Linked DNA regions of Rattus norvegicus: regions 1 and 3 are each linked to region 2. A link is a contact called in public Hi-C data. All regions are on one chromosome and are shown on one strand. The core of a region is the stretch at or near the end of the contact, and the rest is flanking DNA. Distances in the headings are between cores, read along the strand shown.

Region 1 (3,014 bases), core at 62-2,561, 96 kb after region 2:
GAGACTTCAAGTGACAAAGAACAAAACCCCAAAGTCCAGTCCCCAAGTCCTCACTGACTTTCCTGTGTCCCCTTTTGCTTCAGGACCTGCTAACCCCCAGGCCTGAGGGGATGTCCACTCAGAAAGGCACAGCCCTTGAATGGAGCTTGCTGACCTTGGGCCCTGCTGCTGTCCTTTCACTCCCTGTGTGGAGTGTTGGGTAGATGTGTTTTCAATGGAATGAAACTTGGCATTTAAATCGAGAGCTCTGTATATTTGATTTGTAAAAACTGCGTGAGACATATCTTTATTTTAGGATCGATAATAAAAGCAAGTCTGTGTGTAATAAACATTCGTGTGTGCACAAATCAGAGAGGGTGGCTCTCAGTAGACACAAGAAGAGGCCAAACCAGGCTGGTATTTACTTAAAGCTGTGTGAGGTGTCTCACAGAAATGTGAACCTGCTATCGTCTACGTAAGGGCACAGCTGGAAATAAATGCCTCCAGGCCCCAAAAGTGTGAACCGGAAGGCCCTGGTGTGGAGTGCAGTCCGGCCCTAGGCTATGCCTCAGTCTATTACCCAGCACACATCAGTGCTGTGAGCCTGAGAGTCAGCAAGAGGTTGCAGGACGACCGCTATAGCAGGTATCTATGTCTGAGGGAAGCCATGGGAGATGGCACCCTTTGTGGGTGCGCATTAGGGTGTCTGGGAACCCCCAACCACCTTTTCCCTTTATGAAACAACTCTGGCTTCCTCTTCTAATGGATGATCTCAGAAGTGAGATGGGTACCAGAACTCACAGTGGGATCTCATTTGTCTACAGTCCCGAGGTCTTTCTTCCTCACCCTTAAGTACCATAATGCTACCTGCATATGGTCCCGGAAGGAGTCGCTCATTTTGCAGGAGATACAGAGAAATTCCTACGTTTACTTAGTCACTCCTTGTCATTCTAGACAGAAAGGTTTAAACTCAGAAGACAAGAGCCCGTTCTAGACCACACAGAACCCCAGGGCGGAATCAGAACCAAGGGATCCTGACTCCCAGACCAGGGAGGACTCCCATCACAGACCCCGCTCACTGGGACTCCCGGCCAGGTTGTGCCCCACAGCAGAGGCAGCAGGGAGGCTCCCTGGGGGTCCCTCAAAGGCCCAGTGGGCAGGACGCTGCCTTCCCTCCCTGAGCTCTGGCTTCCTTAGCTTTACCTGCTCCTATCACCACCGCATCGTACTCGGGCTTCAGGCACCCGTTGGCTCCCGACTGAACTCGTTTCCAAGCAGGACAGGGAGTGGAGTGCAAGGCCCTGCTGAGACCTCGGCCGCTGGCAGCCATTTCTGCCCCCAGCAATTTGCTTGCAGTAGGCTTTCCAGAGGCCCAGGCAGGGGGAGGGGCTAGGAGTTACAGTCCAGTGTCAGCCTTGGCCTTGGGCCACGATTTCCCAGGGTCTGAGCTTCTGTGGCTCTGAGTTTGCGCAAGCTAGTCTTGGGAAGGGGGCGTGTAGGCTAAGAATTGGCAGTCTGTGTCGCCTCCAGGACTCAAGCGAGCACGGACCAAAAGGAGAACAGTTAACTAAGTTCTACCCGGCCTAGTGGTGGACTAGAAGGGGAGGAAGGGAGGAGCCAAAGCGGAGGTCCCGCCTTCCTCTTGCCTTCTTTTTCAGGAAGGGCAGAAGCCTGGGGCGGGGCCGAGATCCTACCCAGTGAAAGGGCACAGTCAAGTCAGACTTTACTCCTGCTTGGTGGGTAGAGTCCGGGACACTGCTTCCGGGCACTGTTGCAGGAACCGCCACAGTCATCTTTCAGTACAACCACACCAGTGCCTTTGGACAACAGAAAAGGCCACCTATGTCCCCAAGAGCTGTTCTCTCTTGCACACTCCACTGAGGCCAATCTTGCTGGGAGGAAAGGTTTGAACAGTTTTGTTTTGGTACCTTTCCAATTTTCCAAAGGCTCTCAAGGATTTGGGCTCACACCTGTAAATTACCTCAGTTAGTGTGCTTCTACACTACCCTGTGCCCTATCTTGAACAGAGGACCTGTCCACTTGTCAGGAGTCACTCCTCTGCAGGAGAAGGGTACCGAAAATGGAGTGCTGCAATCTGAACTGGGCAGCCTAGTGTGGCAGTTTGGACAAGAGGAAGACAGGGGGAGAAGGGGTAGCTAGATCATAAAACTGGTGAGCTTCCAAGATGGCTGGTTTCCTCCTTACCCTCCTGACCTGGGACTAAAACCTGACAAGGTTTTTCTCTAGTTGTGCTGTTTTATAAAACGTGGTATGTTGCAGTGGAGGGGGAGGGGTGCTTTTAGCAAGCCCATGCTGAGGCATTTCCATGAGGTAGGTATCAGTCTTACAAGCCTGGCCCTTGTTCCCCACTAGGTAACTGCTGGGCAGAGCCTACAGGAATTGCTAACAAGTGGGCTTGCCTGCCTAGGGACCAGACCACAGGTTCAAGGCCAGTCCAGATCTTGCTTACCCCAAAGTTGTGGTTCTCTCATCCTCCCTGTCCTATTTTTGTTCAAACCCAAACCATAAATTGGCGGAGGAAGAACTCCTCAAACACTCTTAAAAGTCCCAGCCCTTTGGTTTCTGGAGACCCCCTTTGCTGTGCAGAGAGTATTTTCTCTGTGTGTACCTTACTGGGGTGTATTTTGTCACCCCCCAATAAAAGCCTCTCTCCAACAGTTCTATCTTCTGTTGTGTTCAGAGAATTTATTTCTCTGGCTCTCAAGATTCCCCCCTCCCTTTTAAGTCTTTACCTGTCAGAGAAAATGAACGGATCAAGAGCCCTAGACGGTAGGTAATAGAACACCTGGGTCAGAGATGGCTAAAACCCAGCGGGCACGCCAAAGATGGCCGTGTAAGAGGGCCTCTGAGAACCCCTTGACCCTCAGCGTGGGCTTCACTCCACACACCAGGAGGGCTTAAACTGTCCACGATCACTCCTGAAACCCAAGTGCAAAGCCTCTACCCACACTCCCATGCAGTCCATTAGAAGTGGATGTAATAGAGAACTGCGTCTGCATTCAGTAAGTAGACAC
Region 2 (2,943 bases), core at 399-2,898:
TCACACACTTTCCTCCTCTCTCACACACACACTCACACACACACACACTCACACACACACTCACTCACACACATACACAAACTCATACACACACACACACACACACACACACACACACACAGGGTGGTGGGCTGCCTCCCACATCAGGGCCACTGGGGCAGATAGGATTTTGGAGGACCTGCCTAGCCACACCTCAGAAGAGCGGGGCTCACTAAATGGTCAGCAGAAGCTGGTGAACAGCTACAGCCTTCAGGGCAGGAATTGGAGACAGGGTGGAGGGCCTCGTGCATGTCAGTCAGAGACAGCAGGACAGTGTTGGGATTCATGTCCGCCAGGGAACAAGCAGGTCTTTGTGGTGCAGCAGAGACAGAATAGGAGCTGAAGCTTCCAGTCTGGGTGGCCTCTGGTATTCCTCAAGATGGGGATTATGGGAGGGGGAACTGGTGCAGGAGACAGTTGCTGCTCTTGTTTTCTCGTGTTAGTTTACTGGGGTGGGGTCGCCCAATCTATCTAGAAGGCAGACTACTGTTGCAGCCCCAGGACTAAGCTCTTGGGCTTCACTTGAACTTAAAACAGCTCAGTGAGGCCGTTTTACAGATGGAGCTGATGGCCCTACAGGTAAACTGTTTGCTTTGAGGTGAGGAGTTCTTGTCTTGCAGAATCTGAGTCTTAGAAGAGAACCTCCTGGTTCTCAGACTGCGGGGCTGTCCTTTAACTGAGCAAAACCTTACCCAGAGGGTCAAGGGGCAGCCCCTGGGGAACTCATTGCTTCTCTAAAGATGAATTTAAAGAGTGCATGGGCATTTTTGATTGGCTCTCGGCTCTCTCCCATCCCTTGCTCTCTGTTGGGAGGGAGAACCAGGGCCAATTGCATCCGTGAAGAATCAGGAGCAAGGGAAGATGATGAGGAAAGGGCAGAGGGTTGAGTGGCATGCACGTGCTAGTGGTCCTCAGGTTACACCAGGTCGTAAACACAATAGTCAGCAAATGTGTCTCAACTGCTAGGGTCTGTGATGCAGAAGAGTCTGAAGGCGGACTTTGGGTCTGTGCTTGAGTGTGTGTGTGTGTCCGTGTGTGTCCGTATGTGTGTCCACTCGTGCATGCCCTCACATGCGCATGCATGCACCCATGTACTTGTGAGTACGCACACCTCTCTTGGTCTCTGGACTTGCTTCATCCTGGGGCTGGGGCTTACTTTGATTTCTCAAGTCACAAGTGGGGCTGGGCTGTGGAGTTCTTAGTGGGGCTGCCTATACCTGGAACCCATTCTACTATTTGGTTGCAGTAAGGGTTTCCCACGTGAGTTGGGAAAAAGGTAGGCAGAGAGCTGTGGCAGCAGAGAGAGGCCCAGGAAAGCCCATTTTCGTGGGAGGTGCCATTGGGGATACATCACTGTCCCTCGTCTCTTGTGTGTTCACCACTGAACCCAGATCTGCCCACCAGTCTGTGAACCAAGTCTCATGCCGCCAAGAGGTAGATCAGCTTCGAGGACAGGTCAATTCTCTTGGGATCTGTCCTTCTGTGTGCGATTGCCCTCCTCTTCCTCTTTCCCCTCCCCTTCTCACTTCTGGGTCCAGCCCTGGCTCCTGGAGATTCTTAGAGCCCAGCTCTTGGCCAGACACTTCAGCTGGCTCATTACCAGCACTCTCCTGCCCTCTTATGGCCACCCTGGAACCAGCCTCTGATCAGATGCTTTCCCGGGGCCTGAAGGTGCAGCAGCCTAGGGAAGTGGGCTTGGTCCTGAACCTGGTGTGTCTAGGGTCCTGGAAGAGACACATGGGGCTTGATTCTATCCTTAGCCCAGGAGGCTCCTTCCCCAGAGACCACCCAGTGGGCCACCATTGGATTCTCTTTCCATTAGGGAACAAAGGCTCAGAAACTCAGCTCTAGTCCGCCTCAAGGCAGAAATGCAGAGTGATGGGCTGGCTACACTCTAGTGTCTTCTGTGTCTCTCTTCCCAGTTTCTCTCCTCAAACACTGTTTAACCTTTTGCTCCCCCCTTCACGCTCTGTTTCAGCTTCTGGACTCTGGTCCCCTTATCTCTACTCCATTTCTCTGAAATGCTGGCCCAGAGCCAGCACTCTTTCTGACCTCGGACCCGCCCACTACTCTGTGGGATGCCAGAAACGTGGCAGGCAGCTTTTAAGTCATCTCAAGACCCATTGCCTACCTCTAGACTCCTCAGATTTAGTCATGGTACTCCCAGAATTTTGTTCTTGGGTTTCTTGTTTGGGGGACAGACCTTCTGTCCTCTCTCATGTTTTAAGGAGTGTTTTCTGGGCATCTTTATCTTCCTGCCCACAATCCCTCATTTTCTGGAAGACTATATTGGCTCTGCTCTCTAAATTAGAATAGGGTTCTCAAAGGGCAGAGATAGGGGCCCTACCATGTCTAAGACTGGATTAATTTCTGCATGCCGTAGGCCCTCCCAGGTAGCACTGGCCGTGTAAGTTGCTGTGTACGGGAGCTGACATGGGCCTAGAAGGGCAAATTCAAGTTCAGAGGTATCCAGCACATGGGGTCATTTGGGGTCCTGACCAGCTTCTGCTCTAGAGGCTCAGGAAGACTCTGGAGCCTCAGGAAGCAGCTGTCCAGGGCAGGCATTTGTTATGAGCACCAGGATGGAAAGGCCACTGTCGCCACCCTCCAGGGCTCAGCGTGAGCCTGACTCTGCTTCATACACTGTCAAACACTGTCGCTTTGCCAGAGGAGCCCATCTCTGAGGAAATGACCCTGAGAGTCTCCCAGCTGAGGCTTCCCTGGAAATGTGCTCTCATCCCTGTGTCTGGTACACGGGTATGGATGCTTCTCGGAAGGAAGCCATGTGGTGCCTGAGGGAACCCTGCACAGGGAATCTGGGCTCCACGCCCCATCCTGGCTGTATAATTTCGGAGCTATATGACTTTGAAGAAATCACTCCTTGTCTCCGACCGACTCTTTTCT
Region 3 (2,937 bases), core at 152-2,651, 120 kb after region 2:
TTCCCGGATAATAACAAAGTTGTAAGGGAAAATATGGTGGCCATATGGGTTTCTCCTCATAAGACCCTGCAACATGTGTCTCAGGCCCACTCAGCTGGGAACTCCAGGGAAGAGTCCTGACCAAAGCCCGTCCCAGCCAGTATTTAATTAAAGCTTGCTTCAAATTTGGCTCAAAATGGTGGAATTGGTTTTTCTCTTGCAAATCTCAGGATTTACAAACCCTAAAAGAAAAACAACCATATGTATAAAACAAAACAAAACAACAAACACCCATAGCGTCCAAACCCATACAAAGATGTATGTTCACAGCCGACGTGTCTATGGTTACCAAAACCTAAAAACAAACCAATGCCCACGAAGAAGGAAAGGAAGAAACGGATTATGGCCTACAGATATGGTGGAGGTAGTACCTACACCGCTGTGCATGGTCCTTCTGGATGAGCCTACACAGCACAGACTCATGAGACGGCAAACGGCTCACTGACTCTTAGGGAGTAAAGGGAGTAAAAGAGGGCTTAAAGCTTTTGGGGTGGCAGACAGTTCGCTCACTGTGACCGAGTCGCAGATATGGGCATATCAAATGGTATCATTTAAATGTGAGCAGACAATAGTTGGTCTAGCATGTCTTAACAGAGCTGTTAGGAATTAATGCGTTATGTCGAGCTTTTCGGGTAGAGAACCAGACATCAAATTTCCCTGTTGTGAGACTAACATTTACCTCCTTCCCCATCATGGGCCCAGGCAGCTCTGGTGAGGTAGGAAATCACAGTACTCAAGACATCAAAAGGCTGCCTCTGCTGGCCAGGCACAGACCCTGCAGAGCCCTCCTGCTGGCTAGGAAGAGGTACTTGGGCCTCCTGGCCTTGGGTGGCTTTGGGGCTCCTCTACCAATGCCCCAGACAGCCCGTTCTGCACTTACCTCCTCTTCCTCATTCTCTGACTGCCTGAACTTCTGCCGGAGGTTCTCCTCAAATTCCTCATCCGTCCAGTAGAAGAGGACCTCTGCGCCCTCAGTGGCCACCAACACACACCTCATCTTTCAGGGAAAAGCGAGGGCAAAGGTCACATCTATGAGGTCAGCCAGGGTAAGGAGAAGGGCTTCAGCACATCGGACACTCACTGAGCTTGGCTCAGGCCAGCCATCACCCAGTCGTTCTGGGGTTACCTTGCTGCCCCCTAATGAAGCAGTGACATGCGGGGCAGGGCTGGAGAGGGGGGATGGGGAAGAGGTGTCCATGACAGTTCAGTTCACTCTTTTCATTCTGCTTTACAAGTGGGTGCTGCTCACCCCCACCCCCCCGACCCCCCCGACCCCCAGGAGAGGAGCACTATTTACCTTGGCAAAGCACACAGCGGGGCTTCCCAGGAGCTAGACTCTGACCAGTTCAGCAGACAACAGCGCGGCATGCTTGGGCCTGCAAGTGCTTAAGGCAGAGAAGGCATGAAGGCACACAGAGGGTCAGGTCCTTACTGCCACCTGTTCCTAAGAGTGGACAACCAGGACAAGGGCTGAAAAGTCACAGGTTCCCCCATTTAAGGACCGCAAGCTCAGGGAGTCCTTTATGTGGAGTATCCGTGGATGACACACTAGTTCCTACCCTCTCTGCATCTAGACAGTTCCCAGTTAGTATTCGGGTCACTCAGTCACACGTGTGGTCAGCCCCAGGGAGCTGTGAACAGCGGTGGGTTACCACACAACCCATTCCAGAGTGGCCGGAGGGAGTGAAAAAATGGCATTTGGGTTGGGTTCTGACTTGGGCCTTCCCAGGTCACATTCAACTCGAAGCCTCATGGGAGACTGGGGAGCAGAACCCCGTTGCACCTTCCTACAGGGCTACAAGGAGTCACCCGCCAGGTTGCAACTTCAGCACCAGTAGGCTCATCGACTAAGGACAAGAATTGAGTGTCGTTCTTATTTTCCCCGGCTTCGGCTTCAAATAACAAAAGAAATAAGCTGACTCCGGAATCCTCCCATTTTGATATCAGGCAGGAAGACTCTATAGCAGAGGAGGAAGGATCGCTCCTAGGAGTTTTGAAAGCAATGAAACCCTGAGCCTGGCAGCACCACCCTCAGGCTTGGCCTTGATGGCAACTTCCGGGATTATCTTCCGATTATCTTCAATGGCTGCTAACCTCAGTTTCTGGTTTTTGTTCTCCTTATTTCTTGCTCTTAAATGAGGTAGCTCTGAGGAGAAGGGCCATCCTGTGAAAATATCCTGCACCCACTGTCCCCAGCAAACTGCCCCAGTGGCCTGTCCCGCCTAACACTGCTCAGTATCGGGGTGGGTGATGGGTGAGAGGGGTGGGGACTACAGTCTGCGAAGCTCCAGGAGGAGCAGGGACTACGAGGGAGCCTCTCCCCGCGCCACTTAGCACCGCGTCACTGCGTGGCTCCGCCCTACAGCTGTTTAGCACTCTAGCAATGACACCCTCAAATCCTGACGTACCCTCCCCCTCTCCTCCGGGGGCTCGAAGGCCTGGCGCGAGACGCCCGCTCCAAAAGGGCACGAGACTGAGGTCGGTCCCCGCGGGCGCCCGGGGCTCTCCAAGCTGAGAGGGCTGGGCGGAGGTCCCCACTGAGGGGCGACCCAGGGCGGCGCTCGGTCACCCAAGATGCCCACGTACCAGATCCGCCGCTCACACCGCCCAGCGTGTAGCCAGTCTGAGGCGCGCTTCCGGGTGGGACACGTGACCCAGCCACATGACCCGGGCCTGTTTTGTGGGTTCGAGCCCCGCCCCGTTGTGCATTGCTCTCACTTGGCATTGCTTTTGCCCTTCAGGCTCCTACTCTTGCTGGTCACCCGCCTGGTAAGTCTCGGGTGCTAGGGAGCGGTGCCATGTCCCCCCTGGCATAAGTAGGTATCCCACTGCCTTTAGAGACACCTGCTGAGTGCCAGTGACATTTCTTCTAGAGGCCCCTTTGCTTGACTTAGCTAG

Evidence for each region. A called contact is a pair of places that touch in the nucleus more often than the background predicts.
Region 1: a contact with region 2 is called in a Hi-C map of liver, with 2.6 times the contacts expected there. The contact joins the promoter of Pyroxd2 here to the enhancer-like site in region 2. A contact is called at or near these places in 5 of 12 Hi-C or Micro-C datasets (the Rat2 cell line, kidney, liver and 1 more).
Region 3: a Hi-C map of liver shows a contact between it and region 2, with 5 times the contacts expected there. The contact joins the promoter of Hps1 here to the enhancer-like site in region 2. A contact is called at or near these places in 2 of 12 Hi-C or Micro-C datasets (Schwann cells and liver).

The regions. Positions count from the first base shown.
Region 1 is chr1:251,496,697-251,499,710 of GRCr8, forward strand. Pyroxd2 (pyridine nucleotide-disulphide oxidoreductase domain 2) reads right to left here and starts at 1,312. Exons shown (of 16, transcript NM_001004261.1): 1 at 1,183-1,312. The coding sequence starts at 1,309.
Region 2 is chr1:251,400,308-251,403,250 of GRCr8, forward strand. No RefSeq gene overlaps it. Among named protein-coding and RNA genes, the nearest start is that of Loxl4, 36 kb to the left of the region's middle. Within about 2 kb of position 1,649, at least 3 of the 93 cell types and tissues checked have an H3K27ac peak or open chromatin away from gene starts, as enhancers often do. A contact at or near this core is called in liver, where this site is marked.
Region 3 is chr1:251,523,830-251,526,766 of GRCr8, forward strand. It overlaps Hps1 (HPS1, biogenesis of lysosomal organelles complex 3 subunit 1), which reads right to left and starts at 1,402. Exons shown (of 19, transcript NM_040669.1): 1 at 1,337-1,402; 2 at 920-1,036. The coding sequence starts at 1,036.